Regions from separate parts of the Mus musculus genome. Here all the other regions are linked to region 1. The links are chromatin contacts, called in public Hi-C maps. All regions are on one chromosome and are shown on one strand. The core of a region is the stretch at or near the end of the contact, and the rest is flanking DNA. Distances in the headings are between cores, read along the strand shown. Region 1 overlaps Sipa1l1 (signal-induced proliferation-associated 1 like 1). Region 2 has its middle 5.8 kb from the start of Gm30966. Region 3 overlaps Sipa1l1 (signal-induced proliferation-associated 1 like 1).

Region 1 (4,721 bases), core at 1,493-3,992:
TGTCGTGAAGTGAGGCAGGTAGTCTTCTTGTAGAGATAAACTTGTGACAAGCATGCATCATGTATAGCTTTTCCATCTCACCTAAGTACAGTTTCTAACTGTAAAGCCTTCACTTGCAGATCTGTCTATCCCATTTCTATTAGATGAAGACTTTTTTTTTTCTAAAAGTAGCTGAATATCTTAAGTGAAGCCCACCCCAACCCCTTTTAGGGGAAGATGAGCCAAGGTCTCATTCTGTAGGCTGTTAGGAGACTGAGTAGGCATCCGGGATAGCCTAAAACTCACGGTGTCCTCTTGCCTCAACTCCTGAGGGAAGCAGGGCCATCAGCTTACTTTGAAAGCACTCTCACATTGTATCTTTTCTCTTGAAAACTCACATAAAACATTTTCTAGTGCACAGTTTCGTGGCCGACTCAATTTTACATCTTGTGGAAAGAGGGATTGTCACCTTAGCCCTGTCAGGCTTGGCTGATGGTGCCAGGAGTGATCTTGAAGACTGGCGGATGACATACAGCCTCTTTATTTCCTCCCAACTTTTGTTGTTTTAGGAACGTTTTGGTATTTTTCTTTCTGAGATTAAGATTAGTAGATGCATACAGATGTTGCTGGTTATTTTTCATGGGCCTACTTTTTTTTAGCTCTGTGTATGCAAAAGCAGTGGTGGGAGCAAGCTTTCTTAGGTCAGTCTGACGTAAAGCAGACAGGAAAGGGCAGTGTGCTTCTTGCAGAACCACAGACCAAAACCAGAATATTTGGACCAAAGAATAGCTCGGTTAAAAAACATGATTTCCAACTATTGTGGCAGTTCTATAAAAGTCATAATTGGTATTGATGTTTTTATTTCAAAGGTATGCTTTCACTCTAGTCTCACGATGCCTCACACATGGCCCATCAGATAGTATTTGCTTTATTAGAAAGGACTTGTTTCTCAAAGGCCATGTATCTCCTGACATTTCCCTGATGGACTGTGTATGTCGCCTGCAGCCATTCTATCTCAAGTGGAGGACACATCTGTGTTCTGACAGAATCTCTGTTCTGAAAGGTTGTGTGATTATAGCAACCTGCGCACTGGATATAGTCTGTAGGTATTTAAAATAGCTTTTATTCTGGTGTGTGGAACATTACAGTAAGCCAGCATGACTAACCACCATGATCTTACAGTTAGTCTCCTACCTGCTAAAGAAGTGAAGTTGAAACTTTAAGGTAAAAAGAGTCTGCCTGGAAAAAACTGAAGTAAACTAACAAGTTGACTAATTAAGCAGAAGTTTGTGTTCTTTCTTGACCAGAATGAGGATTGTCTTAACTAACATGCGCATCCCCTTTCCTTAGGACGGGGAACCCAGAGTCTTGCATGTCTGCACTGGACCAGCCCCGGCCACATGTCCCCATGTCCCCACGTCCCCATGGTGTAATAGAAGACAGACATACTGACACACCTCTCATCCTTTGTCCTTTGCTTTGTCTCTCAGTGTGGCAGTCACCAGGTCCAGAGATGTACCTTCTTTTGGACCTCCCATCCCTAAAGGGGTCACCTTCCCCAAGTCAAATGTGTTCAGGGACTTCCTTTTGGCCAAAGTGATAAATGCAGAAAATGCTGCTCATAAATCAGAGAAGTTCCGGGCCATGGCGACAAGGACCCGCCAGGAATACCTGAAAGATCTGGCAGAAAAGAATGTCACCAACACACCTATTGACCCTTCTGGCAAGTTTCCATTTATTTCTCTGGCCTCCAAGAAGAAGGAAAAGTCTAAGCCTTATCCAGGAGCTGAGCTCAGTAGCATGGGGGCCATTGTGTGGGCTGTCCGGGCCAAAGACTACAACAAGGCCATGGAGTTCGACTGCCTCCTTGGGATCTCCAGCGAGTTCATCGTCCTCATTGAGCAGGAGACAAAGAGTGTGGCTTTCAATTGCTCCTGCAGAGATGTCATAGGGTGGACTTCCAGCGACACCAGCCTCAAAATCTTCTATGAGCGGGGAGAATGTGTGTCGGTGGAGAGCTTCATTAGCGGTGAAGATATCAAAGAAATTGTCAGAAGGCTGCAGGTGAGACTGCTGTAACCATGCTCACTCCTGGGGTTTCGCAGACTAAAGCCAGGGCACAGAGGCCTGGGGCAAGATTGGCTACTCTGGCAATTCCTTTGCTGATGAGTGAAGCAACACAGTTTATCTGACGTTCCTGCTTTCCATTGTTTGTTGAGGAAAAGTAGCAGCCCTGGGCGGGTGGGATGACATGTTGTCTGGGGTCTTGTGCTGGGAAGTCACCTGCACATAACCCAGTCTCACTGCCCTGGTGGCGGGTGTTCCTGTAGTTGCTGAGAAAGCTGTTTAATAAAGCTGTCAATAACCCACCATGGATTATTTTTTAAGGACCGCTGAAAGTAGAATACAGGTTCTTTTTGCTGCCAGCCTATCCCAGATTTTTCTATGTCAGGAAAGCCACTGGTCCCTGTGGAGGCAGCCAGTGTGTTGTGTTTTCCTACCAAATTAGAGACTAGGGAAGAGGACTAACCAGCCTGCCCTCCAACCAGCTACCGGATGTTCGGAATAACTAAAGGCAGCATTTTCTTTAATGCCAAGTCCACTGTTAATGATTAACTGAGTACCTCTCATTTCCTTGTCTAGTTTGTTTCAAAAGGTTGTGAATCTGTGGAAATGACTCTGCGAAGAAATGGGCTGGGGCAGCTTGGCTTCCATGTCAACTATGAGGGCATTGTGGCGGATGTAGAACCCTACGGCTACGCATGGCAAGCAGGGCTGAGGCAGGGCAGCCGCCTGGTGGAGATCTGCAAGGTAGCAGTGGCCACCCTGAGCCATGAACAGATGATCGATCTCTTGAGAACATCAGTCACAGTGAAGGTTGTCATTATCCCTCCCCATGACGACTGCACCCCACGGAGGTAGGTCTGAGTTTACGGCTGCTGGGCCACATGGGACATCTCTTAGTAAGCAGAGTAGCCAGAGAGAAATTGTCCTCTTGTGAGGCTTATGGTTCCTGCGTGGAAAGTCTCCCGCAGAATGCAGTCCAGACAAGAGCTGCAACACCCATCTTCAGCATCTCGCACCGGAGGCCTGTAAGCAGAGCACATCCATCGAGGCTGTCTGAGTGTCTGTTCCTGTGGCATCGCGCTCATGCTGTCCTCACTCCCATGTACCTCACGAATGTTCAAAGCTCAATGGTTGCTTTAATCCCTGCTGTCTGGCTCTGCTGAGCCCGACTTCCAGGCTTTTTTTCTGGCAGCATCTGTGGGGCCAGGAACGGGCTTCAGATGACTCAGTGCTGTGCTTCATGCCTGACTGCCTTCTCTAGAGGGAAGGCTGGAGCCTCCTGCCTGTTCAGCTCCTGGCAAGCCAGCAGCACTGACCAAAACTTCACGTCTTTGTTGCTTGATTGAGCCAATCTAATCAACTGTTTTTCTCCTTTAGACTTAGCAAATATTTTTGTTGGTTTTAAACAAACAAAAAAAAAAAAAAAAAAAACTTGTAGCCAGTTGTTGCTGTCATGTACCTTAAATCCCAGTACTAGGGAGCCAGAGGCAGGTGGATATCTGAGTTTGATGCCAGCCTGGTCTAATTAGTGAATTCCAGGGCAGCCAGGGCTACACAGAGAAACCCTGATTGGAAAAAATCAAATTAAAAAAGAAGAAGAGAGAAAAAAAGTTGTATATTTTTAGCCACTACTTTCTAAGAATTTGTCTTAAATTTTGTAGTTAAAGCCAAAACATAACTGGGTGATGGTGGCACACGCCTTTAATTCCAGCTCTCAGGAGTCAGAAGCAGGTGGATCTCTGTGAGTTTCAGGACAGCCTGGTCTACAAAGCAAGTTCCAGGATAGCCAGAGCTGTAAGCAGAGAAACCCTGTCTTCTTGCTAAAAAATAAAAATGCAAAATACACACAACATCTAATTAATTAACTAATAATTAATCATAAATAAATACTGATAATTAATCTAACCAAACCATAGTTCTTTTTCTCCCTAAAATGACTAGTCCTAGGTCTGAGCACTCATGGATTTATGATTAGCAGATGGTAGACTATAAATCATTATTGTGGGTTATTTGTGCCCCTTAAAGACTTAAGTGAACTTCAGTTAAAAAAATCAGTCTTTATTCAGAATAGCATTTATTTATGCCATTTATCAGGTAGGCAGCCTGGGGGTTGTGTGCCTGTGTCGGAATATTCTGGGGCCATTCAGTCTGAGCAGGTTAAGGAACACTCTTTTATATAGCTGAGTTAAAAAAAAAAAAAAGATGACTCCACAGATCTTTTTGGTTTAGTCAATCTGAGATGGGTGAGTGTCCTCAGATCATCCTGTCTGTGTCTCCGTCCAGGACAGCAGGATCTGCTGACCCTGCCAGCTTTTCTAGAGTCTCCAAGTCCATTGTCACTTACATTAAGTGTTCTGCTGACCTGGGATTCACATGGTGGTTCAGAGGGCAACTGGGCTCTTACCTAGAACAATCTCTGAGTGCCCGGCTCTCCTCTGCTGTCACCTGACTGCCCTCCTTTGAGTTCCCTAAACAGGAGACAGTTTCTGTAGTCAGGAGAAAGTGTCTCAGCTCTCAGAGTCACAGACACAGTGGCTCTGCTCTTTTCTCTATGTTCCAGGTGTGTATGGGGAACTGGAATGAAGCAGTTGTGAGGCCGGACAGAATGGAGCTCCCATTGCCATCAAACTGAGTCATTGTTATTAGGAATCGAGGCCAGCGGTGAGGGGTGGCTT
Region 2 (4,721 bases), core at 940-3,439, 73 kb after region 1:
CAATCCTGGCACTCTGCCAAGAACACACCACATCCCTGCTTTCCGGCCAGGGAAGACAGGACCCAGAAACCAAGGAGTCAGCCCCTCACTCTCACAAGTTTGTACTCATTTCAGTTGGATTCTAAATCTCTGCACTCACCAGACCTCTAGCCTTCTGTGCCGGACCTTGTCCCCAGGACCCCGAGGAAAACCCTTCTCTTTCTCTTTAGAGATGGCTTCTTCCTCCTTGATGCTTCCTCCAGCACTAAGCGCGTTCCAGCTTCTCACTGGATGGCACCTGCTTGGCCTCTCGTCTCAGTAGCTTCTCAGTTACAACCTTTACCTGGATTCTGTTCCAAGAGCCGAAATGAACACAATGTTGCTGCTTGGTTATGGGTTTGATAAGATTCTTATCACTTAAGGCTAGAATGTTGTTTTTGATCACCTGACATAGCTCAAGGCTGCGTCGGCCTGAGTTCACAGGCATCCAATACTAGGACATTTTTCTTAGGGTTGGAATGAGACTTGTCATTGTCTCAGGTCAATTTTCATCTTTTCACCGGTTGTTTTCATCTGTTGAAGAGTTTTAATGCCGGGTTAGCCTTCACAATAGCCACTATCCCTCCAGGAGTGTCATATGTCTCAGTGAGGCCCCCATTGTGCTGATAAGCTGCGGACAAGACCTGTGGCCACCCAATAGACTATCCCCGTTGTTTTCAAATTGGATGCCGCAGCTCTGGGAGTGTCAGCTGGTTCTGAGGCTTTAGTCCAGACTATACATTTCTTCAAGGTTGTGCCTGCCCCCTCACACCATTTATTTTCCCCATTCCTTTAGTCCAGGCTTTGTTGGGAGGGACAAGGCAGAGACAGACCTGGAATCCCTTGATGAACATTATCCAGGGTGGGTCTCTCCACCTCAGCAAGCTGCTGAGATCTCTAGCATCCCGTTAAACCTGGGGCAGAGACTCTGTGATGCTCTGAGAGTGAATGTGCAGTATTCGTGGGACCCATAGCAGTTCCTCTGTGTGGGCTGAACCAGCAAAGGACGGTAACTCACGGGCTTCACTGAGGCATGAGTTGGGGTCACCCTCTTTCCTTTGGTGGGTGGGTGGAGAAGAAAGAGTCAATTAGATTTACTTAAATGACTCCCCTCTACACCAGCCAAAACCAAAATCAAGGTCTCTTTAGATAGCTCACTAAAGAGGTGAGTAGCCTCATTACCAAAACCTGCTGCTCAGAGACTTCCGCTCCCAGCGGAATTCCCCCCCCCCCACCCCATGCTCTTCTGACAGTTTTACAGTTCAAAGTTCAGAAGGAGGAGGGAGAGAAGTTTCATAGGAGGAAAGATCTCTACAAAATTAGAAACGAAGTTCATGTCCCCAGCTTCCAGGCTGCTTGTCAGGAACACAAAAGGTGGCATGTGATAGCGATGTAGGTTGTGAGTTTAGGAGAAAATCACAGAGGGGCCAAGGAGAGAAGATGCCATGGGTATGTGTGTAGCCATTCACTTTAGTACTGAACTTTCCGGAGCCAGAACGTCCCCCAGCACCAACTTGCACCCGTGCAGGCTTAACAGCATGCTGTGAGCGTCCTCTGCTGTCTGTGTTTGGGCCGGCATCCAAGCCAGTTGGGCTGTTTCCTTAATGGCTACAAGCAGGCGTCTCTCCCGCTTTCAGTTTCAAGAAGTACCATAGCCCCATCAGAGTCTGCGCTAAGGAGTGGGACTGGCCAAACTGACCCCTTCAGTACTGCATCTTTTTTAAAAAAAAATATTTTTTTTGGTGGTGGAAACTCTAGAGGGCGGAGAAAAAAGAGGTCTTGCTGTGTGAACCGGGGAGGAGGGAAGGGAGTCGTGGCGGGGAGGGAGTGGGGGTGGGGGTGGGGGTGATAGGTTATTTCTGCTCCAGGGCAAGAAGGAAAGAATCTCTGTGGAGATTCCTCCCCCCACCCCCACCCCCCGGAAGGCACTTCCAGCTTTTGTAAACCTCAACATCACTGCGGAGGGAAGCCGTTGGAAAGCTGCCCCTGGGAATTATGGGGCAGGGAAGTCAGAAAGCATAGAGTGATCTTAGATAGACTGCTAGGCTTTGAGGTGCAGAAACACATACTACCCCTTCCTTTAAAGGCGGTCCAGCGGCATCAAACGCTGATGTCGATGAAGCCGCTGATGCGGTTCTCCATGATTGGAGGAAAGCAGGGGTGACGTCAGCGCATGCTTGTAATTCCCGCACTCAGGCTGCAACAGGAGGGATCTGGTTAAGGCTGTGTTCAGCCTGGGCTACAGAGGAGGAGATCTTGTTTAAAACGCAAGACAAATCAAACAAGAAAAACCAACGAGGGGGAGAGAAAAGGGTCAGGCATCAGGATTCATTACATGTATGTAGTAGATCTAAAGTGGAAATTTCTGGTTTCTTTGAAGACTTGGGTTATAATGTTTTGCTGGGACAATCAGGGGAAAGGATGTCTTGCTAAAGCAGACACGTGAGAGAATGTTTTGATGAAGGAGACACAGGTGAGAGGATGTTTTGCTATAGCAAACAGGTGAAAGGATGCCCAATGTTTAGAAAGAATATAAATATGGCCCCACAGAGAGTGGGAGCGCCAGCTGCTTTGCCTCCACTGCCTTGCAAGCCTTCGCTGATGACACGCATAGATTGGTTCACCTTCCATTGCATTGCTGAAGTTCGCTTGTAGTGACCTCATAGAGAGAAACCCACCAAAATAACTTCTTGTGAGAGTCCTGCGACTTCTGGTCACTGGACTTGGCCGATTGGCAAACCTCACCTTATCCCCTGGAGTGAACTGCCTTTGCTGTTCCCGGTGTGTTGCCTGCCAACTGGACTGGACTGCAGTTGCTGATTTATGTTTGGTGTTTGCTAGTTGACAGAAAACAATGAAGATGGGAATCGCCCCCAAAGAACTATTTCTAAAGAGGTCCACTTCACCCCTATCCTAATAACCTTTCTTTTCCACTACCTCTGCTAGAGGGGAAGTCGAACTCTTATTAAAGTAGGTTGTGAAAAATATATGCCTACATAGATCCTTGCTATAATGAATAAAATGGGCATAAGAAATGTCTCGTTGTTTCCCTCCCTTCATGCTCCAGACCCAGCCTAGTGTGGCTAAGCTGAAAGGAGAGTCCAATTTCGGTAGCTACCCAAATGGTCTCCTGCCCTCCTGCTCCGACATAGGAGCTGGGGGGTCTGAAAGGAGATGCCCAGCCTGAAGTCCCCTGCTCACTTATTAGATGTTCAAGGGTCACCTCCCCAGCCCCCCAAGTGCTGTGACCATTGTAGGAACCTGAAAAGGTCTGTCTCCCTTCTGAGCTTGGGCCATTCTCATACCTTCTTATTTCTCCATGCCTGGCCTAGCACAGGCTCATGGAGGCCACTCAGCCTGGGCAGGAGGGACACCACTCTTTACAGCGCCTACCCAAGGATCACCCATGGGCATAAGGTGTGAAAGGAGACACCAGGTGTCTCTGAAACCCAGGGCACATTCCCAGTGTCCACATAGCATCTCTTGTTACTCTGAACTGATAACCTGTCCACTGCCGCCCGCCAGGCTTTGCAGTAATGCTGCTGTTTTCTGTTTTTACAAAGAAAGAGGCCATGACAGTGGCTTCATAGATTAAGAGCTGTGAGCTGCCTACATTGGAGACAGACATCACTAATGTAAGAAGGGTTTGAGTGTTCGGTGTGAGTGCCCATGGCTGAGATGAGACAAATTAACTTATCAAGTACCACTCAGCATCCAAGCACTGGCTCTGTGCAGAATGGAGTTACTTCCCAGTCATGCTAAATGACACTGGCTAGCGTGCTTCCTCCCCAATTCATGGTTCTGATTCTGTGATGTGCACAGCAGTTATAGACAGCAGCTGAGGGACGTTTCTGAAATTCTGAGTAATTCAGATTCTTCTGTGTATATATGTAAAAGTCTAGATCCTCAACCTTCCTAACACCGCACCCCTTTAATACAGCACAGTTCCTCAGGATATGGTGACCCAGATCGTGAAATTACTTTTGTTGCTACTCTATAACTGTAATTTTCCTACGGTTATGAATGGTAATATAAATAGCTGACATGTGGATGGTCTTAGATGGCCCCTCTAAAAGGGTCCTTCGGCTTAGAGGGGTCGCGGCTCACAGGTTAAGAACGACTGCTCTGTAGTGCTTAAAGTGAGACATTGTTTCTTCTGAATGGTAACCATGCAGGCAACGGTAAGTGATTTGATCAATCTTTATACAAATGCAAGGTTGACTCTAGATGTCAGAACTTTCAAGAAAGACATCAGACTCTTAGAAGTGCTTTCGAAGCTATAGTATGTTAGCTAACACAGCTGTGTACACTCACAACAGCTTTGTGTGTGGACACAAGACATTTTAACCACTCACCACCCTCTCTTCCCCATTTATCACCTGCGGGCCCACTTCCTCTTTCCAACTATAGAAGTAGTCTTAACTTACAGCTTGCCATTCAATATGAAGTTTGTCCTTTAAACCATAGTAGAAATGCTAGTGACTATTTCAAGAGGAAAAGCTTTCCTGACAACACTGCCCATTTGAATATCCCTTTTTTATATTATGATTTACATTTTTGGTAATGTGTTTTGTTTATAGATCCTTGAAAACATGAGAATAAGTCAAGAGGATGATTCAACATAGAAAAAACATGGCAGCAGGGATGTAAAGAGAGGAGACCGAGCAGAGCAGAGAAATAGGGAGTACTCAGAGAAACAACAA
Region 3 (4,721 bases), core at 796-3,295, 64 kb before region 1:
AGCCTTTCTAAGATCTGAGATTGGTTCCTTACCTGTTGCAGTGCATGCCTTCCCGTTCTAAGCATCTGCTGCAGACTTAGCATCTGAAAACTAAGGCACAGAACTGCATGGAGGTGCTTGCACAATGCTGGGCGTTGGACTAGAAAACCTGAAACTGTTGGGGTGGGTCCTGGATGACTGATGGAGACACAGGAAGCATTGGGGACAAGGACAAGATCAGCAGATCAAACTCCCAGGACCTGCCAAGGTAGGAACAATGTCCAGGAGCTGGCTTTGGAAACTACTTCTGTTTTAGACAGCCATAAGCTTCGGGCTCCCAGCTTGAGCAGATCTAGCCACTCCTCTCTTCTCGCCTGTGAAAGGGCTCTACTCATCTCCTTTGCCCCAGCAGTGTGAGAATGCCTGCCTGCTTTAATTGTACCACCATTAACTGAGCACTGGCTTTCCTAGACGTTTTCCTAATAGGTGTTAAATGATGTTGTGTTGATTTCCCTGTCTTTGCTTATTATAGCCACAGTCTCAGTAAAAATACACAGGCCTTGACTTTGTGTTCTGTTAAAGAAATTTTCTTACTTCAGTACAGTCTCTTTTAAACTTGTTTTAACTGCTGTTTTTCAAGAAAACTTCCAACAAACAACAACAACAAAACAGCTTTTCAGTAGACCTTATGTTAGAGGCTGTAACATTAAAGGTGATAATAACACACAATGAGACCAGGGTCTCTCTCAAGTAGAAACTTTGGTTTCTAATGTAATGATCTTGATTTTTGTGGTTTTTTTTTTCCATAAAAAATAATCCTAAGTTCTTATGGTCCCTCACAAGGAATGTTAAAAAAGTAGCTTTCTGAAGGAGAATATATCCAAGTGCTGTGTGCATAGGTATGAGATAAGCAAGGGATAAGGCACAGGCTGAGATAAGAGTAAAGGCTGCAGGAAGGGAGTTTGACAGGGTTGTGTCCAACCGCCGTCACTGCCTAGACCCACAGTCTCATGGTACCTGGTGCTTAAGCCAAGTGCAACATCCCCCTCCCTCCAAGTTCAAAGTTCAGGGATGGTGGGACCATGGAGAGACTGGCTTTAGCTGTGGATATTGGTCCTGCATTTGGGCAATTCTGGTTTATCCCTAAGGTTGTTGTGCCCATCAAGAGGATGTAAATGTTGTGCTTATGGGCGCTTCTGAACCAGAACCTATGAACAGGCAAGCGATCAGATTTCCAGCTTTACTGCCAACACGCTTACTCCTTATTTGGAGGGCAGGAGCTGTCATGAGACTTGAACCCTCCTGTGTGTGCTGAGCACATCCTGACTAAGCCGTGCTCTATCCCTAAGAGTGTACTTCAGGAGCAGACTTGACATTCCAAATGGGCAGTCACTATCTTTTTACCACGGAAATCAAAAGGAGGTGAGCGAGAACTAAAGGACTGTGTTAGCAGGTTTTATTCTAAATACTTGATTGGTGATTGTTTATGTTTTACTTCATTGGTTTTTTGCCCCCTAATTATAAATTAAAGCTGAAATAAGGAAAGTGTAAGAAATCAAGAATTTTAAGTTTGAAGGAACAGATAAAAACTCAAGATTTTACATAGTGTATATCTTTGTATATGCATATAATTCATTTAAAAAACAAAAAACAAGGCATTTCATTAATTTCTGTCTTATTTTGGGGGGCCAGGTGGCCTGAATAAGTAGTATATAAGGCTCCTTTTTGTTTACAGAGCTAGGCTCTATATAAAAGTTGAGCAGTGACATGGGAAGTTGTTGGACCAAGTTCCAGATTGGGAGCTGGTGGTGGCTTCTCTGCCTCTTCAGACAGCGGCCCTCCTTGCTGGTTGTCTGCTTTGCTGGAGCTCTAAGTACACAGGTCCTGTCAGTGGTGATCAGGCCGCTGCACTTGGCTCTTTTCTGTTCTTGCCACTCGGTGTCTTACATGTGCACCCAGCTCACTCACACTGTGGAAAACACAGACAGTCCTGAGTGGCTGCGGTGAGGTTAGGGCTGGGTGTCTTAAAGAAGGTACATAACTGGCTGGTGTCGGGGGCATGCGCACAGCTCTGGTTTGCTTTTCAGCACTGAGTAAAACCAGGTGTGCTGACACGTAACTGTAATTCTAGCTCTGGGGAGGTGAAGGATGGAGAATCTGAAATTCAAGGTTATCCGCAGTTCCATGGCCAGGTCAAGGCCAGCTTGGCATGCGTGAGGCTCTGTCTTAACTTTTCTTTTAAAAAATAAGAAACATATAATTGGTTGATTTAAAACAAACAAACTTGAAAAGTCAGGACAACAAAGATGTGACTTTTATATTTGAGGATAAAGGGTCACAATTATTTGCCAGTCATTGATTTGAACTTCCCTCCCATTTCTGTGCTGGATTAACCCCTCCGCTGTCACTGACCCATGACACTGTCCCAGTGGACTTTTCCAGAGTTTGGATTGCTGATTTGCTCTGCATTAGTAGGCGTTTCCCTGGGACAGTGTCAGCCAGTTTTAAGTAGGTCATTCACAGCTTTTTTAAAGGATTTATTCATTTGTGTCTGTTTTCATGTTCTTTGATGGCAAGAGGGCCGGGGGAGATGAGCGGGTGTCAGCCTTCCTTTCCTACTGGCATGACATTTGTGAATCGGAGAGCTGAAACTGAAGCCCCTGTGAGCTGTGTGGTGGTGACACCTGAACTCAGGGCTGGAACTGTGCTCTCTTGTTGTATCAACCTAGGAACCGCCCACACTACTCCAGCCTCTCCGCATTTCACCTGGGATCCTCTGGCCTCTATTTCTAACCCTTAGTTTTCAAAAATACTGGTCACCAGGGAGGAAATGCCCAAACATGTAGAGTTAATTATGGGATTCCAGAGTGGAGGAGCCTACTACAAGGAGCAGAGCTTGAGGATTAGACTATAGAGGCAACAGAGCCCCCATCTCTTCTGCACTGCAGGGTGTCTTTGAGAAATGCAGAGGTATCTCTTCACACGGCTCCAGTGTTATTAGAAAAGTATGTTCTGGAAGGGCAACCTGGCCTGACAGCTCCAATAAGCAGTGAGGCATGAGGTCTGTTCATAGGCGGGCTCTGCTTGGCTATTTAACCTTTATGGGTTTCTACTTTCTGGCCCTGAGCTTCCTCATGTGGGGAATCTAGTTCTCACCAAGGTCGTCTTCACGGAAATTGACAGTTTTGTGTTTGGAACGTTGCCTTAGTAACTCAAGCCCAGTCATCTGGTAGTTCTTAGTGACATGGCACCTTACCCATTTCCTGCAGCCTAGTGAAGGAAGCCATGTGGAGGGAGCCTCTGTTTAGCCCTGCCTTTCAGGCCTACTTTAGGCCAAGGTGGGCCTGGTAGCTGTTGAGATGCTCTGAAGGGTCCCAGACTGACCACCAGTTTAGAAGCCGCTGCTGCCACTGTTTATTATTTTCCTCCTGGATGGATGCATTTCTAGTAGACCCAGAGCCTGGGGGAGACTTAAGAAGTGACATGGACTGGACAGGGAGGCCTTTTTCTTCTGTATTAGCTAATTATTCATTCTTTAACTGCCAGCACAAATGTGTTGAGTGTGTGCCCACCTCATAGAAAGCACCTGTGTTACACATAGCCCACTTACCTTGTGTTGCTGGGTGTGATATTTCCCTTCTGAACTATTTCTCTGTTCGTGGAGTCTGAGATCCTCAACTCACTGGCTGCTTATGAGGACTGAGACATATGACAGAGTCCCTCCATATAGAGCCTTTAGTCACAGCTTGTGTGTGGGCATCCAGATGCAGTGATGAATAGATCGGACTGTCTGCAGTCTGTTTGAGGAAGTGCTACTAACAGGGAGGGAGGGATTCCATGTGTCTATCCGGAGGCTTTTCTTTTAGAGTCTTCCTTAGGTGATGTTCTAGAATCCTGAGTGCACTGTAGGAGCTGCTGCTGTTAATTCTTGAGGCCCGCTGATTTGGATTTGAGTTGTGCTTAGAACAGACTGTTCTTGCTGCCCCTTGACTCTTCAAGCTAACTGTGGTGTACTTTTTCAAGTGCACTTTGTTAAATTGTCTTCAGAACATATAATGTTCAAAAAAAAAAACCCCACCATGCTCTTAACAAAGCCATTTTGAGGCTCCTTTCTTGAGCTGTCTGGTTTCTACACATCACTTTTCTCTTCCCTCAACTAGATAGCTGCAGGGATTTGAGGCTGGAATGTGCCTTTCTGTGCAGGAGGGTGGGTCCTAGCTAACAAGCTGGCAGCCTGCAGAAGCTTTCCTGCTGAGGCTGATTCCTCTGAGAATCCTTATTAGCATTCATTAATCAGTGGGTGCTGGGAGGGAAAGCATTTCCCAGGTCACACCAGCTCCTGTGACTATGCTGCTAGTCTCCTTGGCTCCTGCCTGCACTGCCAGTGCCTGGTGCTCTTCAGTGCTGCTCTCCAGAAAGCTGCTCTTCGAGGCCACAGTGACATCATTTAGCTGAAAGCTCTAGAGAAGGAGAGTGGTGACAAGGACAGATTCAACCCAAGGAAGGGACCACCTGTGTTTGTTTGCCAGCTTTGTCTGATTTCTGGGGTCACTAAAGTCTTGGGAAGGGTTGAAGTGGAGACACTGGTTGTGAAGGGACTCAATGTCAAAATGAAATCTAAAGAAAACATTTGTCAGTGAGGAAGAGATTAGCTAAGCTAGTCATCTCCATGTAGCCGTTATTCAGATACTGTAAACATCTCTTTTCTAAAGTGGCCGGGCTCTCTTAACCCTCTTCCAGTT

The links. Hi-C and Micro-C count contacts between places; a contact is called where the count stands out from the background.
Region 2: a Hi-C map of liver shows a contact between it and region 1, with 2.6 times the contacts expected there. The contact joins two enhancer-like sites. A contact is called at or near these places in 7 of 484 Hi-C or Micro-C datasets (the HL-1 cell line, the N1E-115 cell line, Sertoli cells and 4 more) and 1 of 115 datasets of contacts at active chromatin or transcription factors (fibro-adipogenic progenitors).
Region 3: a Hi-C map of liver shows a contact between it and region 1, with 2.8 times the contacts expected there. The contact joins two enhancer-like sites. A contact is called at or near these places in 15 of 484 Hi-C or Micro-C datasets (3T3-L1-derived adipocytes, CD8 T cells, the HPC-7 cell line and 11 more), 4 of 115 datasets of contacts at active chromatin or transcription factors (embryonic stem cells, forebrain, kidney and 1 more) and 2 of 9 other capture datasets (adipose tissue and pancreatic islet).

Annotation. Positions count from the first base shown.
Region 1 is chr12:82,394,724-82,399,444 of GRCm38.p6, forward strand. It overlaps Sipa1l1 (signal-induced proliferation-associated 1 like 1), which reads left to right. Exons shown (of 21, transcript NM_172579.3): 8 at 1,470-2,043; 9 at 2,623-2,897. Among named protein-coding and RNA genes, the nearest start is that of Gm30916, 5.4 kb to the left of the region's middle. Within about 2 kb of position 2,743, at least 68 of the 459 cell types and tissues checked have an H3K27ac peak or open chromatin away from gene starts, as enhancers often do. A contact at or near this core is called in the N1E-115 cell line, brain, fibro-adipogenic progenitors and 2 more, where this site is marked.
Region 2 is chr12:82,468,617-82,473,337 of GRCm38.p6, forward strand. No RefSeq gene overlaps it. Among named protein-coding and RNA genes, the nearest start is that of Gm30966, 5.8 kb to the right of the region's middle. Within about 2 kb of position 2,190, at least 295 of the 459 cell types and tissues checked have an H3K27ac peak or open chromatin away from gene starts, as enhancers often do. A contact at or near this core is called in the N1E-115 cell line, brain, fibro-adipogenic progenitors and 1 more, where this site is marked.
Region 3 is chr12:82,331,001-82,335,721 of GRCm38.p6, forward strand. All of the region lies in intron 1 of Sipa1l1 (signal-induced proliferation-associated 1 like 1), which reads left to right. Among named protein-coding and RNA genes, the nearest start is that of Sipa1l1, 22 kb to the left of the region's middle. Within about 2 kb of position 2,046, at least 35 of the 459 cell types and tissues checked have an H3K27ac peak or open chromatin away from gene starts, as enhancers often do. A contact at or near this core is called in kidney and liver, where this site is marked.